2 separate regions of the Mus musculus genome follow, and region 2 is linked to region 1. A link is a contact called in public Hi-C data. All regions are on one chromosome and are shown on one strand. The core of a region is the stretch at or near the end of the contact, and the rest is flanking DNA. Distances in the headings are between cores, read along the strand shown.

The links. Hi-C and Micro-C count contacts between places; a contact is called where the count stands out from the background.
Region 2: a Hi-C map of cerebellar granule neurons shows a contact between it and region 1, with 1.6 times the contacts expected there. The contact joins the enhancer-like site here to the promoter of Chd6 in region 1. A contact is called at or near these places in 1 of 39 promoter capture datasets (pre-B cells), 5 of 484 Hi-C or Micro-C datasets (cerebellar granule neurons, cortical neurons, muscle stem cells and 2 more) and 1 of 115 datasets of contacts at active chromatin or transcription factors (bone marrow-derived macrophages).

What each region holds. Positions count from the first base shown.
Region 1 is chr2:161,106,400-161,111,724 of GRCm38.p6, forward strand. Chd6 (chromodomain helicase DNA binding protein 6) reads right to left here and starts at 2,687. Exons shown (of 37, transcript NM_173368.3): 1 at 2,590-2,687.
Region 2 is chr2:161,496,815-161,502,656 of GRCm38.p6, forward strand. No RefSeq gene overlaps it. Among named protein-coding and RNA genes, the nearest start is that of Gm35374, 110 kb to the left of the region's middle. Within about 2 kb of position 1,802, at least 19 of the 459 cell types and tissues checked have an H3K27ac peak or open chromatin away from gene starts, as enhancers often do. A contact at or near this core is called in cerebellar granule neurons, where this site is marked.

The DNA of each region.
Region 1 (5,325 bases), core at 1,437-3,936:
TATAGTGGTCTCAGGACATACTGTTTCTGATTAACCTTCTGCGATATTCAGCTGGAAAAAAAAAATCACAAATTTAATGTGGTTCCTAAAGAGATACAGCCCTGCTAAATATTCTTTGCTATTTGAGACAGTTACAAGGAAAGTATACTGATAAATACAAAGAAATCTCCTGCAGATCTTCCTGAAATGGAAGGCCTAACTCTGGTTCTCTCACTCCACTTCTAACTGGTTTTTCAACTTCTAGCCTGAAGTCATATACTGAGAAGAGTCAGGGGCCTCCTATTACACCACTATAAAAATAATTATAAAGATACTTGAAAGTTGTGGTAGAAAGGGGGGAAAAGAAAAGAAAACAAAAAATAAAGATCGTGACTCCAGAGAAACTGCAACATCGGAGACCACAAAACCAATGTCATTTCACCAAGACAGACTACATACACACACAAAAAAAAAACCACTTCAAACTACTTACTATAAGCAGAGATTCCCAAACAACAGAGTGAGGGTAGGGATATGTACAGGTTAGCTTTTTGTGTGTGCTTGGGTAAGTGCGCCTGTGCACATGGAGGCCAAATGTCAAATGTTTCTTCCTCAATCTTACTACCACATTTTTTGAGACAAGGTCTCTCACTCTAGAGTTTGCCAATTCAGCTAGGTTGGCTGGCTGGCCCACAAGCCCCAGAGATGACAGGAGTTAGCCATAATGCCTGATTTTTTAATGTGGATGCTAGAGATACAAACTTGAGTCTTAATGCTAACATGGCAAACACTTTACCACACAGGCCATCTTCCTAGTCTTTGGGTTAGTTTAAATACAAAACATTAATAATCCATCTATGAAATCTTGGGACAGAAGGAACTCCAAATTAAGTCACACCGCTTCACATTTTCCCAGGCCCTTGGTTAAAGGGATGGATACACCCCTTATGTGAAACCACCTGCTCTGGTTGGCATAAACCAGGCTACATGACAACTCATGCCTAATCATTTTATCATACACACATCTCAAATCCTTCTGTTGCCAGAGAACCACAAAGTTCACAAAAAACTCTCTCAGAGGCTGCCAACCTGATCTTCCAACTTGGCTTCCAACTAAACTACTGTGCTACCCACAGTGAATGAGACAGACCCGCTCACTCCCTTACAATAAGTCAAGCACTCAGAGCTCTGAAAGAAAGCATGGTGTCTGTCCAGACTTTTCCAAAAGCACCATAAGCAGATCCCCATGGAGTATGCCAATATGAGGGCCTACTGGCATGGTATTCTTATATACCATTTGGGAAATAATCAAATCCTAGGCAAAATATTTCAGACACTCTTGAAAACTGTCAATATTTAAAATATCTATTTTCTCTGTTCATGGATCTGTTACAGCAGAAATGAACAGTTTCTTGAGGGGTGGCAAAAAAGGCACAAACAAGCCCCGGAGAAAGATGCTCAGAGATGCCAGAGACTCTCTAGAAACCTTGGCCAGATTACTAATGGTCTATAAAGCCTAATTTGGAGAACACGGGCCTACGAGCTCAAAATTGAATTATACTGCCTTATTAGATCCCACACTCGTGAAACCACAGTCATATTAGTCATAACTGAAACTAGGAATACTCTATGTACACAAATATAAAGTGCATGCTTATGCATTTTTAATTGGATCAAATAAAACTGAAGCTGCAAACAAACTCACATTTCAATTATCTCACTAGTGCGGGGATTTCCTAATAACCTCGTTTTAAAACCCAAGGAGCTGCCAACCCCTCTCCACATCTGACAGGCATGGTCCCTGGAAATTTTAGGAAGGACATTCCTCCGTTACTTCTCAACAGAGAAGAGAAATAAATACCCTGAAGGAAACAGATTTTTTTCTTTTTTTTTTTTTCATATTCCCTCTCTCTAATTTCTTTGCAAGCTCTAACATGCAATCTAATAACGCACCAAACTTGGCAGCGGGGTAGCTTGGTGGCTTGGAGTCTTGAGGGCTCAAATTTTCGGGGGCGAGTGCGCGTTAGTGCGTGAGGAGCCGGCCGGAGGGGCGCGCGACCCGGGGACGCGCCGGGGCCCCCGCCCCCTCCCGGAGCAGCAGCCTGGCACCGGCCCACCCTCCTCCACCCCTGCAAACAGACGCAGGACGCGGAGCGGAGCAACTTCTCCGCGGGGGCGGTAGCGGCTGGCGGGCGCGGGGGTGGCCCTCACGCGCCGTGGGCCGCCGGGGTCCCCTGGGAAGCCTTGGCAGGCCCCGCCCCGCCGCAAAGGCCCGCGCTTGGGGTCTGAAGCAGGACCCCAAGCCTGGGCGCGTGGCCCCGCAGTGGCGCTCTCCCAAGGACGGAGGGCGGGCGGCCAGAGCGCGCGGCAGCCGGGAGGGGCGGACGCCAAACCCCTCGCCTCAGGCCTCGGGGCCCTCGGCCTGGCCGAACGCCCGCGGCCGCGCTCGGACCCCTGCCCGGCCGGGCCTCGCGCCGCCGCGGCCCCTCAGCCCCGCTCCATTCATAGGGCAGCCCCATCCCGGCCAGCGGGGCGGAGACAGGGTCCCCGCGGGCAAGCCCAGCTTGTCGGGGCCAGGCAGGAAAATAAAAAGTTAAGAGAAGAACTTACCTAAAATGGCTCCTGCAGCAGCCAAAATACAAACAGCTATTATTTGGTGAAGTTTAGCTCAGACACCCTGCAAGGACACCCTAACCCAGCTTGGGCCCGCCTTCCCTGCCGCGCTATTGGGTTTCGCCTGCCCAAAACACAGGTTCATTGGTCGTGTGGGCTGCCGATCAGACAGAAGCCCGTTTCAAGCTTGCTTGCAGGAGCGAGTGATGGGCTTGCTCCATTGTGCTCGTATTTGCATGGATGTGATCGCAGCGGTGATTGGTCGATGTCGGAGCCGCTCCGCCTCCCAGCCTAGATCTCCCCGCCTTGCAGACAGCGCAGCTCCCGGCCCGCCCCCCCGGAATGAAGCGGCCGGGCCGCGGGGGCGGGGCGGGGCTGGGGTCCCGCAGGCGGAGGGGGCGGGGCGGGGTGCTGCGCTCTGTTTTGCAAGCAGGGGGCGAGGACCTGGGCGCTGGCCCGCGGCTGGGGCTCAACCTGCAGGTGGAGGTCTCGCAGGTAGTGGGCAAGCAAGCTGGAAAACCCGGGATTGGCTCTCCGGAGGTGGGAGAAGATGTACTGGGGTCCCACGACGTGAGCGCCCCGCCGGCGCCCAGATCCTGCAACGCGCACTCGAGGAGAGGTGAAGGTCCCAACGGACAGGAAAAAGAAGATGCTGAGAGGCCGAGGGAAGCGAGGAGCCGGGTCGTCAGTCTCCAGCTGCTTATACTGCAGATCCGCCTGGCTCCCTAGCATACTAGGAACGTCTTCCCAGGGCCCTGCACACCCCGGGAGTTTTCCAGCCCTGAGGATCCTGCAGCGCATTGGATATGCTTCAGTAACATCAGGAGTGGAACCATGGTGTGTTTATTTTCGGGCCTATCTCCACTACCATCCTTGTAGCATCCTCAAGGACAGGGCCTAGCATATGACAGAGATTCAACCAATTGTTGTCTTCCGTAATTCGTTTTTTAGCAGCTAATTTTTAAGTGCCCACTAAATACCTGACATTGATCTGAGACGGAGGATGTAGCGGTCAATAGGACAAAGCCCTTGCACTCACCGAACAGGCAAAGGAAAAGCAATAAATAAAATAAATAAATGAACACAGAGGCAGGTAGTGATAAATGCCATAAAGAAAACAGATGGCGGGAGGAAGGACATCAGACCAGAGATGGGGGAGGAACAATTAGGGCAAGGAGGAATTTAGAGCCTATCCTGCCTAGCTAAATATTCCTCATAGCATCCTCCCTACTCTGGGACCTGGTGATCACTTTTCCTCTTCACTCCTGCCTGTCCCATCTGGAGTGTTTCCCCAGTGAATACTTAAATAAAAGAAGAAGAAAAAAAAGTCCAAAACTGGCTGGACTCTGACTTTAAAAGCTCACTTTATCTTAATTAAAGCAGGAATGATCTGAGTCTGATGACTCCAAGAGCAGTTTGTCAGAATTGTTTAGGATGAGGGTGGTATGAGTGTGTCAAGGGTAATCACAATGTTAACAGAGCCTTCCTGTACTCCCTAAGAGAATATGTTTAGCTTCTTAGAAGTCCTGGTTGTCTTATGTCTTTCAGCCAATGGCCCTAATTCTCTTCTGGGTCCTGCTTCTTGTACTAGCTAGTTTTATGCCAACTTGACACAAACTAGAGTCATCAGAGGAGGGAGCCTTGATCAGACTATAGGTAAGCCAGTAGGGCATATTTTTAAATGATTCATGGGGGAGGGCCCAGCCCATTGTGGGCAGTGCCACTCCTAGGCTGGTGGTCCTGGGATCTATAAGAAAACAAGCTGACCAAGTCATAAGGAGCAAGCTAGTAAGCAGCACCCGTCCATGGCCTCTCTATCAGCCCCTGCCTTCTGATTCCTACCCCTTGTGAGTTCCTGCCCTCTCTGCTTTTGGTGAGAAGTGTTACATGGGGCTGTGAGAAACAAAACCCTTTCCTCCTCAAGTTGCTTTTGATCATGGTGTTTCATCACAGTAACAGTAATCCTAGCTAAGGCACTTCTTCATTTCTTGGACTACCCCAGTAATTTGTCTAGTTTGAAAGTGCACATCACATAGCTGTCTCACCTGCCACCTTTTTCCATTTGTTTCAAGGATGGCCACAATGTGTCACAGCCCAAACTTTCTCCTCTTTCCATCTTTCCTTAGCTATTAAGTATCAGCTATGTCTGTAGGTATTGTTTTTATAGATACAAAGATAGAGTATTAAGGCAGACAGCATCCTGGTTCAAAGGGAGGCTTGCAGTCTGGAGACAAGACAGAGAGAAGTACATCCCAAGAATCGCCAATCCTGCCAAGCTGGTAGCTAACTGTCCTTGCTCTGGCCTCTTAAGAGATAGCTTACTTACCTTCCTATCCAGTTTCTGCAACAACTAATGGACCAGAAAGCTGGTAGTCAGACCCAGTCAGCCCAAATACCAGGATCAAGGGTTCTAGAGCTTTCAACAGTACTCAAGGGGGCTGACATCTATGAATTTATTCTGTCCGGGATGAGGCTGAGGAAATAAAAATTGGGCAGAGGAAGAAGCACCATTAAGCAGAGGCATAGAGACTAGAGAGATTGTTGGGGAAGGGCAGGAGCTGGACAGAACGGAAAGGTAGACTTGCCTTGCCTTGCCATTCTCAGAGGCAAGTCAATAGCATAAGACACAAAGACACAATGTGGGGTGGTCAGACAGGGAATCAATAGGAGTCCAGGATGGCTTCACAACCAAATAGAATAGAATGTGTGGGAGCAAAGGAAGTGCCTGAGGCT
Region 2 (5,842 bases), core at 552-3,051, 390 kb after region 1:
AGAAGGAACCAGGATAATCTCATCCTAAAGAAAAGGAAGGGAAGGAAGGCTCACTCTCAGAGAACAGTCAGAATCCATGTGCAAGTTGACAAGGGCATAGCAGAAGACAGGTTGGTGCTCCCTGTGTGGTGCTCCTTCTAGGTCCTCATTACAACTCCGACTCCTCAATGTCCTCCACCAGCCTGCACTCAGGCAGACTCACGTTGTAGGTCCACCTGGAATGGATGGCTTGCCATTTGCAGGCCCTCTGTGTATTATGTTTCCTGTACCCGCTCACTAACCGCTCTGAGAACTCCAAGGGTGTTTAATGAACACCCTGAATAACCTTTTCTCACTGCCACTGTGTGGGTCTCAGCCATGTCCCTTTGCCACTTCTGCATCTCAGCAGCTGTCCTATGAGCAGGAGAGAAATCTCCCCTCTCATTGACCTGTGGAAGATGCAGCTTCTGTTTCCTGGGACACCTGATCTCCTTCAGAGGACTGGTATCATTTACAAACACCCACTGTCATCCAAGTGGGAGCTTTCAGTTCTATGGAGATGTAACAGGCACTCTCCTTTACCAGCCTGACCAGATTTAGAAGAGACTGAGGTACGACTTCTGTGTGTGTCTGTGGGAGTGTTTCTGGATGTCTAAGGGAGAAAGACTGTCCTGAGTGTGGGTGGCTCTTTCCCTGGGACAGGGTCCTGCATGGAATTAAAGGTCAAAGTTAGAGATCCCCCTTTCTCCTTCCCTGTCCTGATATGAAATTGCTGCTCCATCTGCCTTTCCATAGTAGACCACACCTTCTGAAATGTGAGCTAAAGCATTCCTCTTTAGTTGTTTGTCTGACAGTTTGTGATAAAAAGGAACTCATATGCCATATTTTCTGATTCGAATACTGACTGTCTGATTGCCTTAGGTCACAAATCTGGGGAGGGGAGGGCTCAGCTTTGATCTAAAGAAGCCTTTCTGTGATCTGTACTTTCAATGGCTCTGAGCTCTGTACACTGTTGAACAGTCTCCCTTATTAAACATGGAGTCTTGGTGGTGTACATCTCATCTAAATTTTGTGTAAGGATGCTCTCGTGTGTGTGTGTGTGTGTGTGTGTGTGTGTGTGTGTGTACGTGTGTCACATGTTCCTGTGTGAGCAAGCTTGGGGGTCATTCCTTAGCTGCTTTTTACTGTTTTGTTTTTGAGACAGGGTCTTTCATACTCCCCCCTCCGCCCCAGGTCTTCCAATTCAGCTTAAACAACTGAGCCCCATGGACCAGTCTGTCTGTCTGTCTCTCCAGTGTTGGGGTAACTGGCACACACCATCATTCCTGGCTTTTGTTTTATTTATTTATTTATTTATTTAGCTAGTTAGTTAGTTAGTTTTTTTTCAAGACAGGGTTTCTCTGTGTAGCCCTGGCTGTCCTGGACCTCGGCTTCGAACTCAGAAATCTGCCTCTGCCTCCCAAGCGCTGGGATTAAAGGCGTGTGCCACCACTGTCCAGCTCATTCCTGGCTTTTTTTTTTTTTTTTTTTTTTTTGGCGTAGGTATTAGGCATCAAGCTCTAGCCCTTACACTTACAGGCAAGCCCGCTACCAACTAGATATTTTCTTAGTTGACTTTTTTCATCTTCAACACAATGTGCTCTCTGGCTCACAGCATCTCTGTGAATATCTTTTTTTTTTTTTTTTTGAAGGAATATGTCTATTTCTAGTTGTAAGTTGAAGTTAGTTGTCTAGTTAATCACACAGAGAGACATTTAGGGGGCAGAGACTGGAGCCCCAGGTGGAGCAGATGATGTTCACAGTCCTGAATCACAGAGGAGAGTGTGTGGGCTGAGCGGTGATGCTGTGCTTAGAGCAAGACCTACTGTGTCCGTGATTGAGTCACTGTGCCCCTGAGAGAGACCTGCCAGTTATTACTGACACACCAAAAGCAGGGCTTTGAGCTGTGGGTGATCCAAAAACACAAATTTATGAAGATAGCCCTCCCTATTGAGAAGCGCCAGCTCAACTAGGCGGAGAAAAGCCCTCATCAATGCCACCTGGCGAGGAGTAAATGGAGAACGATAGCTCGCCTGGCTGCTGCAAATGCACCGCACAGGAGAGGCTCTGAAATTATTTACAAGAAGCTGAGAAATGCGCTGATCCTATCTCTGCGTGGACAGAGACTGGGCACAACCAGCCCTGCTTGTCACTTGTGGATCTTAAGTGGGCGGGGTCTGAGCGCCGGAGAGATGGAGTGGGAGGGGGATTGATTCAGGTTCCTGCAAGCAGAGATGCCTAGATGCAAAACTGGAAGTAGAAATCTGTTGGGATGGTAACCTCAGTAGCACCTTAGGGAAATGGTAAATGAAAATAGGGAGGAAAACGATTGCGAGAATTCACCCCTGCCTTGCTCTGAAGGGTCTGACTCTCAGTGTGTCGCCGTCCCACACTTCTTCAGTGGATTTTTGTGGTCCTCAGCCTTCTAAACCTAGCCACGCCCCCCTGGGCGGGTAGATTGTGAGGGCAGAGGCTCGCAGCAGTCAAGGTCGCTGTCCGACCCTTTGAGGACTGGTTCTAAATGTACTATTGAATTTAGGGGACAGAGGAGAAGGAAGCAGGAGATGAAGTGCCCCTTGATTCCTGAGGGTTTCCATGCAGGCCTGTGACCGACTGGTTCATGTGTATAAACTAAACTAAAGTATGTTTTTATCAGAATGAAGAGTCAGAGTTTTTCTCACGTAGAGAGTTGCTTTCCTCTCCAGTGACCTAGCGCAGGACGTTTCTGGGAGGTCACATGACCTCTGGCACCAACAGCTCTTTCAGACAAAGCCCCCAGATTGTTTGGCTCCTGGTGGATATGTTTGATCTGGGATTTCCCTGAGGCCTGGTTTCATTTGCCAGCTGGACAGATTACATTGATTGACATGTGTGTGTGTGTTTCAAGTCTTTTTTTAAGTAATGCAAATCTGCCTGGACTCCTGATGTTGTCTGTGGTTTGCCCCTGAACATCTGGGATAATGCACCCTGGTGGACATGGGAGGGTGGGCAGATACCAGACCTGGCACAGATGGTCTCCTAAGGGGCTCTGAGCATGGCAGGCTAAAGCTTGTGGATGCATAGCTAGCCACTCTGGATCCACCAGGCTGGGACCCTTGTCTTCTGCGTGAACACTTACACTGCCAGCTCTGTCCTCTTCTAAGCAGAGGACAGATGGTGTCCTTCCATGAGAAGAAGAGGTCTCAGGACCACAGAGTGGTTGACAAGGCAGATGATCTTGGGTGATCTGTGACCCTTGCGCACCCTGGCTGTAGCCCAGAATTAGTGACTCTCTTTTCTTAAGTTTGAAGTTTGAAGCCTCTGGAGTTCTGAATGGCTTGTTCCCTTACCCACAAGCCCTCTTCCCTCTTCTCTCTCACACCATTTTGTAGTTGTTTGTTGACCAAGATGGCAGATGTAGACATTTTTAAAAACCAAGAATCCTCAGCCCTAAGTAGGATATCTGTATCATACCCTGCTCCCAAGGACCATCTCAGAAGAGGGAGTAGAGAGATTAAGAGGCAGAGGCAGTGGATGGCGAGATCACTGAAACAGTGCTTTCCAGGCATAACAGAGTAGTTGTACACAGGAGCTCACAGAGGCTATGACAGGTCCCAAGACCAAGTCAGACAAAGATCCCAGCACGGGGTGCAGTGCTTATGGAGTCTTCATGTCTAGCTGAGAAGCTACTGCCAGGCAGCTGCTGGGAGAGGGACAGGCACTTTCCTTTAAGGATGAGCCCCACCCCCACTCTTAGAGGCTACCCATGATCCAGTAGATGTCCCTAAACCCAGGAACATGTGGGCAGTGCTAAGTACACTTGGTAGGAAAAAAAATTAAAGAACACATGAAGTTGGGAGGGACTGGTGGTGAGAGACAGGGGGATTGGAAGGAAGATAATGCAAAGCAGACTTGATTACACCACATTATATACATGTGTAAAATTCTCAAAACAATAAACATTTTTAAAGAAAAAAAAAACAAATCCCACCAAGACAAATCAAATACCAATACCAAAGTAAAGCAAGAGGGCTGACTCATCCTTGTGCACCCTCCACATCCCTTGCCAGGGCATAGGTTGAGAACAAGAGGTGAGTTTTCAAATGAGACAGATCCTTCCCGTGCAGCTCTGTCTGTCAATCCCACACAGTGCTGTCTATAGGAGCCGGAGCTCTTAGGCCTGGCAAGTCCTGGCTTGCCATATAAGGATGCCTCATCCTCAAAGAACAGTGTTGAGTTCATGGCTTTAAATCTAGCTATGGCTAAGGCAAATTTTGTTTTAGAACAATGGGTAGAAGAGCTGTCTATAAAGAGTCACAAAACAAATATTGTAGCCTGGAAGGGGGGGGGGGTCGTCACAGTAAACTCCTCCCTTGTAGGGAGAAGGAAGCTACAAGCAGAATGCATATGAAGGAGGTATGGCTATGCACTTGTGAACCCTGTTTTCCACAGTAAGCAGTGAGCTGCTTACGACTTTCAGATCATAGTTTACCAACTTTTAAGTTAAAGCTTTGGCCCTGAGGAATAATTATGTCAGCTGCCATCTTCTCTCTCTCTCTCTCTCTCTCTCTCTCTCTCTCTCTCTCTTTTAATTTTTATTGGTTATTTTTTTAAATTTACATTTCAAATGTTATTCCCCTTCCTGGTTTCTCCTTTTCCTATCCCACCCCTCCCCCTGCTTCTATGAGGGTGCTCCCCCATCCACCCACCTACTCTCCACTCACTGCCTTTGCATTTCCCTATGCTAGGGCATCGAACCTTCACAGGACCAAGGGTCTCCCCTCCTGTTGATGCTAGATAAGGCCATCTCTGCTACAAAAACATCTGGCTCCATGTGTACTCTTTGGTTGGTGGTTTAGTCCCTGGGAGTTCTGGGGGGGGGGTTCTGATTGCTTGATATTGTTGCTCTTCCTATGGGGTTGCAAGCCCCTTCAGCTTCTACAGTCCTTTCCCTAACTCCTCCATTGGGGTCCCCTTATGATGGTTGGCTGCAAGCATCTGCATCTGTAATAGTCAGGTTCTGGCAGACCCTCTCAGGAGACAGCTATATCAGGATCCTGTCAGCAAGCACTTCTTGTCATCAGCAGTAGTGACTGGATTTGGTGGCTGCATATGGGATGGACCCCCAAGTAGGGCAGTCTCTGGATGGCCTTTCCTTCAGTCTCTGCTTCACTCTTTGTTCCCGAATTTCCTCTAAACAGGAGCAATTCTGGGTTAAAATTTTGAGAAGGGTGAGAAGCCCTATCCCTTAACGGCACCTAACCTTTGGATATGGTGTCTACAGGCTCTCTCTCCCTTTGTTGGGTATTTAAGCTAATGCCATCCCCATTGGGCCCTGGGAGCCTCTTACTTTCCTGACATCTGGGGCTTTCTGTTGCTACCCACAGTTCCCTATCCCCCATTGCTAAACACCTCTGTTCAATTTCCTGACCCTCTGCACATCTCCCTTGTCTCCGCCCACACCTGACCCTATCCCACTTTTTCTTTCCTCTCCCCCTTCTCTCTACCTCCCAGGTCCCTCCCTCCCTCTACTTACTATGATTATTTTGTTCAACCTTCAGTCTTCCTTCTTCTTGAGCTTCATGTGGTCTGTGAGTTGTATCATGGGTATTCTGAGCTTTTTTTCCTAATATCCACTTATCATTGAGTATATGCCATGTGTGTTCTTTTGGGTTACCTCATTCAGGATATTTTCTAGTTCCATCCATTTGCCTGTGAATTTCATGACGTCATTGTTTTTGATAGCTGAGTAGTATTCCATTGTGTAAATGTACCACATTTTCTGAATCCATTCCTTTGTTGAGGGACATCTGGGGTCTTTCCAGCTTCTGGCTATTATAAATAA